Linked DNA regions of Sus scrofa: region 1 is linked to region 2. The links are chromatin contacts, called in public Hi-C maps. All regions are on one chromosome and are shown on one strand. Each heading gives the region's core, a stretch centred on a gene start, on an enhancer-like site or on the middle of the called end of the contact. The rest is flanking DNA. Distances are from core to core; before and after follow the strand shown. Region 1 holds the start of BLCAP (bladder cancer-associated protein). Region 2 has its middle 59 kb from the start of SRC.

The links. Hi-C and Micro-C count contacts between places; a contact is called where the count stands out from the background.
Region 1: a Hi-C map of fetal liver shows a contact between it and region 2, with 2.0 times the contacts expected there. The contact joins the promoter of BLCAP here to the enhancer-like site in region 2. A contact is called at or near these places in 2 of 5 promoter capture datasets (fetal liver and liver), 10 of 47 Hi-C or Micro-C datasets (brain, embryonic fibroblasts, epiblast stem cells and 4 more) and 2 of 2 datasets of contacts at active chromatin or transcription factors (alveolar macrophages and skeletal muscle).

Annotation. Positions count from the first base shown.
Region 1 is chr17:40,631,388-40,635,207 of Sscrofa11.1, reverse strand. It overlaps BLCAP (bladder cancer-associated protein), which reads left to right and starts at 1,595. Exons shown (of 3, transcript XR_001302112.2): 1 at 1,595-1,708.
Region 2 is chr17:40,528,075-40,532,063 of Sscrofa11.1, reverse strand. No RefSeq gene overlaps it. Among named protein-coding and RNA genes, the nearest start is that of SRC, 59 kb to the right of the region's middle. Within about 2 kb of position 2,168, at least 17 of the 83 cell types and tissues checked have an H3K27ac peak or open chromatin away from gene starts, as enhancers often do. A contact at or near this core is called in alveolar macrophages, brain, epiblast stem cells and 1 more, where this site is marked.

The DNA.
Region 1 (3,820 bases), core at 346-2,845, 100 kb before region 2:
AGCTGCCAGCCTACGCTACAGCCACAGCCACACAGGATCCGAGCCACTGCGATCATGGCAATGCTGGATCTTTAACCCACTGAGCAAGGCCAGGGATTGAACCTGCAACCTCATGGTTCCTAGTCAGATTTGTTTCCCCTGCGCCACACACAGGAACTCCAGCCCAGGTTTTTCAAATTTACCTTCTCAAGGCCAAACTCTCAATCTACCCCCTCAATCTAAACCTTCTTCAGCCTCTTCCCACCTTAGTCAAGGTCTCTTTCATTCCATCATACTCAAGGCAAAGATCTAAGCTGCCAATGCCTCAGCACCCACCTGCCCATCTTACATTCTTTACTTCTCCACCTCCCCAAGCCACCACCCTGCCAGGTGCACCTGGAAACCTGAAACCAGCCTTCTAACTGGTCCCCCTACACCCACTGGAAAGTGCTTTCTAAGTCATGCAGTCAGGGTAGCCTTTCAGAAACCGCAATCTGGTTATCAGCCCTCCGATGAAAATGGCTTCTCATTACCCTCAAGAGAAAATCCAAATTCATTAGGTAGCACAACCTGCCCTACTTGCTCATTTCTCACCCTCACCCACTCCTTTCCACCCCCACATCTAGGACAAGGGGTTCTTTCTGCCTAGAACATTTCCCCTCTCACTCTTGCCCTGTGCAGCTCCTAACTGTCCTTGGTGTCCGCCTAAATACCAGCTTCCCATGGAGAGACCACCCTCACTCTTCACCCCACATTAGTATTCCACTAACTTTTCATAACATTCTTCATTTTCCACCCACAGCACTTCCCATCGTGCATAATTATATGTTGATTTGATTAAAATTATTAACAGAGAGTGCTCTTTCGATGATTGTAGAAGCCCTTCCGTCACTCTCCCCCAGTGGACTGGCAGAGCCTTGAGTTAGAACAGCGCCTGTGTCACTCTCCATTCTATTCTCTTGCCTTTTTAGCACTGCACTTACGCATAGCAAGACCTCGAAGAATGTGCTTCATTAGCTAATAAATGGATACACAGACTCATTTAATCCCTACAACCACCCTGTGAAGCAGGCATTTCATCAGATTTGGGGAAGATGAGTCGCAGTGGGCAAGTGGCTCGCCCGAAGTGGGGAAGAGTCAGATCCTGACCCAAGACAAATCCTAAATTCTGAGCCGGAATAGTTCCGTTCCTGACCTTTTGGCCTTGGTGAAGGGACCGGGGAGGAGGCGGACTTTGAGCCACGAGAAGGTTTTTCCCAGAGTACTCGGGTCATCCACGAGGGTCGCAGTGAACAAACGCTCACCTACGGAGACGAGGGTACGCCCCCTTCTCTCTCAGCGTGTTAAAGATCACAATCTGCTGCATATGCATAAGGGGACCAAAGGAGCCGAGATTCGGGGCTGCCCGGCATACGCCTGATCAAAACTACTTTAGACTTGAAGAGTTCAGAGCCCCTGGAGTTCTGCACACGTTGGTAGGACGTCTTCAAAAGGCTATATGTGGCAAATATTGGGGGGATAGTGGGCGAGAGTGACCCCAATTTAGGTCGTATGATCAGGCGTATGCTGTAGGCAGCTCGGTCCCGGGAGGGGTCCTCGGCCGGCTCGTCTAGAAGACCAAGGGGGCGTCTCCCCGGCTTCTTGCGGCGTCGGTGGCGAGCTGAGGTGGAGGCAGGCTGCGGCGGCGAGGGCGACAGCGGTGGCGGCGGCGCCATGGCAGGGCTTGCAGGTACTGTGGCATTGGCCTCCTGGGGGCGGGATGAGAGGCCCTCAATGCGGCCGCGCCGCCATGTTGTCCCTTCGGGGTCACCTTAGGCGTCGTCCGGTCCCTTTCAGGGGTTTTCCTTCCGTGCACCTTGGGCCGCCCCTGTCCGGTGTCACGTGATTGCCCTGTTTCGTCCCCAGCCTGGGCCTTGGGGGGTCCCTTCCCGGCCCGAGGGCGTGTCACCGGACTCCTAGGTTCAGATTCTGGCCTCCAAGGTCAGCGCTCGCCTGTTTGCTCTCGGGAGGGAGCAGGCAGAGCTAGGGAGCGCGGGGCTAGGGGTGCGGCCACCTTTTCTTAGACCCCGGGGCACATGGCAGGGGGCTCAGCTTCTGAGAGTCCTGTCACTCTGTCCCTGCCACTTTAATTGCATTTTTTTTAATCAGAAGGGACGTGGAGAGGAGAGAAAGGGGTCTCCCGCTCCCACGCCACCGCCTTGGTGCCCGGGGTGATAGCTTGACTCTCAGCTTTGGGTCGCGGGTGCTTCTTACTCCTTCTAATTTTCTATCAGGTCTGCCGACCTGTTCCCTTTCCTCCAGTACGTATGGGGAGTGGCCCTCAAGGGCAGCTGAAGGAATGGAATGCCTGGCACAGTAATGGCCTGAAAAGAAGAATGGGGGATGGGAGACAGTTGATTTTTTTTTTCTTCCCTCTTCCAGACCGCCTTTAATTTCCTTCCAGGCCTCCGTGTCCCTTTTCAACATTAAATGTTGGGTCAGACTGAGGTCTGTCCTAGGAAAGAAATGGTCTTTCTGTTTATAGGTTTGGTTCGTGTTTTACCCCTTTCAGGGAACTGGTGTGTTGGGGACAGCTTCTGTTTGCCCTGCCTGACATGGTACAACCATCCCCTCAGCCTTCTGGACGGCAACACCAAAGCCAGGACCAAAAAAAAAAAAAAAAAAGAAAAAGTTCCAGCTTAAGTGCTAAGGCCAAATGTTAGATCTTGTTTATTTATTTGTTTGTTTTAAATCAAAGACTAATTAATATCAAGCAAATCTGTTGAAAGATTGTGGTGCCCTGGGCGGTTTCCAGTGACCAGGTCAATTCCATATCTGACTTTGGTCTTGTTAGAATTGCTGCCAAAACCAGTTTAACTTTTTATCTATAATATGTTGTTTCAAAGAGGAATCTGGAAGTCTGGGTTTGGCTGTCTTTTGTTGTTGTTGTTCTCTTATCTTTGAAGCATATGCATTCCATTTCGAGCCTGTCACTGTGTGATATACGAAGGACCATGTGTTGCCTGGCTCTCTGACTTCCTGTTCTGGGAATGCTCAGGAATCTGGGTCCTGCTGGGGAATGGGCCCTGTGGGAGGGAGAGAGGGCAGCAGGGGTGGGGGTGAGCAAGATCATAACCAGGGAAGATGGTGACAAGTCTCTGGGGCATAGAGAGGAAATCAGAGGTCACCAGGGAAAAAAAGACTGCTGTTAGACTAATGTTTTGTGTGTGTGTGCATGTTTAAATCCTTAGGGGTAAACTAACTGCAAATTCAGAATCTCACTTTAGGGTGCTGGCTCCTGAGTAGATACAAGTTTGAAAGTAGATGTCTAGCAAATGGCTCACAACAAACCTGCTCCCTCATCCAACCCACGTGTAATAAGCTGTTGCTGTCCTGCTGCCGAAGCTCAAGAAGCTTGTCCTTCAGTCACAATCCAAATATTCCACAGGTAGAGGTAACAGTGTCATGTAGCATTCCACACAGTCATGGTACCCAAATCCCTTTGGGGTTTAACCTCAACTGATTAAGCTAAGAAACTAACATCCTTTGGGGGCATTAGTCCCAAGAGACTCCCCTGTGCTAGAGTCGCATGAAGCACTCCAGTCCCCTCATAATTCATCTGCTCTATCCTTGGCCTCATGGGGGCAAAGTCTTGAGGGGGTGGTGGAAACATTTTAAGGAAAGAGGGGGTGCTCTGGATTGGGGGGGGGGCTTTGCAGTATAATAGTCACTTCCAATTCTTCCCATTGCTCTCTCTCGGAATAAAATGTTTTCATGGTATCGTTTCTGGAAAAAAATTTATAAACAAGATGTGTTTAGACCAGGCTTCTAAGCATTGCACAGGAATAGAAAATGAACACAT
Region 2 (3,989 bases), core at 919-3,418:
AAGAGAGACAGCGGCTCGGATCCAGCATTGCTGTGGCTGTGGTGTAGGCCGGCAGCTATAGCTCCGATTTGACCCCTAGCCTGGGAACCTCCATATGCCGCGGGTGCAGGCCTAAAAAGACAAAAGACCAAAAAAAAAAAAAAAAAAAAAAAGCTAATTCGACCAACAGAGAAAGCCTGCTGCTTAGACCTTCGCAAGGAAAGAGAGAGACCCGGGACTGGCCGGCGGAGGGGGGGGGGCACAAGGCTGGAAGGCAATGGCCAACATCAGCCTCTGGAGCTGGAGGCATCAGGGGGTGGGGCTGCTGGGGCAGGTGTCCACCACCGCATGGGACAGCCTGGCCAGAGTGACCTGTTGGAGGTGGGGGTGATGCATGCATATGGGGGAGAAGGGGGCCAGGAAGGTGCTGAGTCTGTGATGCGCCTTGAGAGGTGCAGGGGCCAAGTTTGGGGAGGGGCCCGGGAGCAGCCGCGCTGGTCTGGAGCCCATGACACAGGGGCAGGGGAAGAGGGAGGGGTCGTGGGCACTGAGACAGCCCAGCAGCAGCTTGTGCAGGGAGAACGACAGTGGACCAGGAAGGGGGGCGGGGTGGGGAGTAGGAAAAGGGCCCAGAAATAACTCTCAGACAGACAGGCGGATGGCTAGATGGATGGAAGGAAAGACAGGTCACCACGTGCTCATCGGTGGAGTGACAGCAAACACCAGACAGAGCTGCAGCGATGGATGTAGACAGAGAAACTTAGGGGATAGCCGGGAGAGAGACGGACCCCAGAGTGCATGGAAAAATCCAAACAGAGCCAGAGAAAGGAGAGGAACAGAGAGCAAGGGGTGAGAGATGTGTCACACACACACACACACACACACACACACACACACACTCAGGCGTGCAGTCATGCGAGGTGTTCCGTACTGACCGAGAGAAAACACAGAGCAGGAGCAGAGCATTAGGGAAAGTGGCCAAGTTGACACAGTGACAGCTTGTCACACACGGATACACACACACAACCTCTCTCCGAATCTGTGCACACGGGGCCGTTTCAGAATGGCCTTTGAGACAGGGGGGCCACAGGCGGGCAGGAGGGAGACACACACACACACACACACCACTGCCCACCCCAGCAAAGGAGAGGCTGGAGTGTTGATTGAATGGAAAGATAAATGCAAATAGCTCAGAGAATAAGCATAAAAGCCGAGAACCCCAAAGACAGGGGCCTGGGCAGGGGGCTACTCCGTCCCTGTTAGTCCTCAGCGGGGCTCTCTCTCTCACTCACACACACACACACACACACACACACACACACACACACACCCGGCGGGTAGGAGCAGCTGCTCACAATGGATGTTCTAGGAAGAGCTGGGGTGTGAAAGGAGACAAAGCCCCCAGCAGGGACCCCCAGAGCAGAGCAAGAGCGGCCGCAGCTGCCCACGCTGGGAATTCCACATGCCACCAGGGACAGGGACAGGGCACAGACCCCGGCTCGGCCACACGCACAAGCCTGAGGGCCCCGCACGAGGGGTGTGGGGAGGAAGCGAATGGGGGACATGTTGTTGGGGACACACACACACACACGACTATGCGGTCACAGCTTGGCGGAGAGAACGCATTAACGCAGGGAGCGCACAGAGTCAGGCTGAAACCAACTGAGAGGCAGAGACAGAGAGAGACAAAGAGCAAAACAAAAAGAGAGACAGAGGCAGACCCGGAGACAAAGGAGAGGAAAAGAGAGGGAAACGCAGAAAGGCAGTGGGGGAGGGGTGAAGAGCTGACCGACAGACCGAAAGCGAGAGGGACGCGACCAGACAGCGGGGCGACCCTGGGCAGAGGGGCGGGCGGCCTGGAAAGAGGAAGCCGAGGTGGGGGCTGTGGAGGAGGAGGGGGAGAAAGATCCGCAGAGGAGGGGACAGAGCCCCAGGCCGCCTCTGAAGAGCAGCCCCATCGATGGGGGTTTTAATCGGGGTTTTAAGACGGAAGAAGCAAAGGAATGAATGAAAGAAAGGGACCTTCGGCACAGCCCGCGCTGGACTCAGGCAACAGCCGGGGGTCCGCAGGGGACCACAGGCCACACAGCCCACGCCACCCACATTGCACAACCCGCGCACAACCACACACGGCCCAGGAACACACACACATGAACAACTGCAGGAAACCGGAGAAAAGATAAGGTTCCCATAAGCCCAGGGAGAAGGGGAAGGAGAGAGACGCAGAGACAGAGGCGTGGGGAGAGCGGAGTTGCGTGCGCCTCTCTCGCCCTCTCTTGGTGTCAGTCTGTAAGTCTGTCTGTCTCCCTCTCGCCGCTCGCTCTCCCACATACAATCACACCCCACACCCCAAAACAGGGGTGAACCAGGGGGGGCAGAGGAAAGAGAGCATGTGATGACCGGGTGGCTGTCCCACCTCCTGGCTTTGGCACGCACAGCTGTCCCGCTGCCTGGACGCATCCCTTCCCCACCCCCAGCCCCGCTTCTCCACTGCTGCCCTCCAGCCTTGCTCAGCCCCCTCCTCAGGGGAGCCCTCCCAGACCCTCTCCTCAAGCTCAGACCCCGTCTCTACTCTCCCAGGCCTCTGCACCTGTTCTGCTCATTGTCCGTCTGGAACAGTAAGTGCCTTGCCCATGGCTGCCCCCCACCCCCCTCAGATTGTTCTCACTCTGAACCCCAACCCCTGACCGGGGCCAGGTGCTCAGTGGAAATGTGTTCGGTGAATGCTTACACCCTTGAGGGAAAGCAAAACTGCAAGGTGTAAGGATGAACGTGGAGGGGAAAAGCCGAGGGTGAAAGAGGCAGGCAGAGGGAGAATGGCAGAGCCCTGGAGGGGGACAGAAAAATGGGGCAGTGCTTTTAGAATAATCTAGAAGGAGGCACCTGGGTGGGGGCAGAGGCCTGGGAGCTGGCAGGCAGTGGTGGGGTGAAGTACTCTCAGTAGGCACAGGCAAACACACACACACACACTCGCACACAGCCAGGCAGGGGCAGCTGCTCCATGCTGAGTGTTTTCTGAAGAGACCAAGGAATGAAACAAAACACCCACCCCCAGCCCATGGCAAGGGGAGGGGGCTGCAGGGAGAGAGCCCATGCTGGAAACTCAGCAAGCCTGCAGATGAGAGAGGGCCGAAGGCCTGGGGGATGGATGGAGAGCAGACACACAGACACCAGGGCCACGCACGTTTGTTGGAGGAGTGAATGAATGAACAGAGATCCCAGAGCAAAGGCCAAACCTGCTAGGGTGAAAGAAATGACGAGAGGGACCGAGCCACAAAGACTCAGGGGCCAGGGGTGACACCCGTGGCTTTGATGCACTCACCCCCATGTCAGGGACCAAAGGCAGGGGGCAGAGTGGAAATGAAGAAAGACACGGGGCGAGGGTTGCTGTTCTGCCAGCAACAGTGTTTGTCCAGACCCCACATAGAGAAGGCACTCAGTAAATCTGCAGCCCACAATACCTTTAAGGGCCCTTGACAAGCATACTTTAATTTCTTTTAAAATCAGAAGAAAAATGAACTCAAACTCAAAGAAATTGTTTTCATCTATAATATGAATATATTCAACTTTCTATCAGTCTTGTGGGAAAATAGAATTTTTTGGTATTTTTTATGAAGGAAGCAGCCCATGAAGGCAAAGCTAACTAGAGCCCACGAAAGTCATACTGGGGCTCTGGTTGAGCACCCAAGCCTGGGACCGGGTAATACACGGCCAAGGTTAGGACAGACGCTACTTCAGGGAGTGCTGGAGTCAAGGAATCCAGGGAAGGGGCGATGAGGGGGCCTTCCCTGAGGAGGTGGATATACAGGCTGAAGGAGGAAAAGACACGTCAGGCAATCAGGTGGCTGGAGCCAGATTGCTGACAGGAGAGGCAGACAGGGACACCAGAGACAAGGGATTCCGAGTAGGGCCAGAGGTGGGAGGAGGAAAAGAAAGGCCATGGCAGAGTGCGGGGAGGGATGGCCGAGCCTCCCAAGGCATGCGGCCCAGCGAGGGAGGCTGAACGGTGG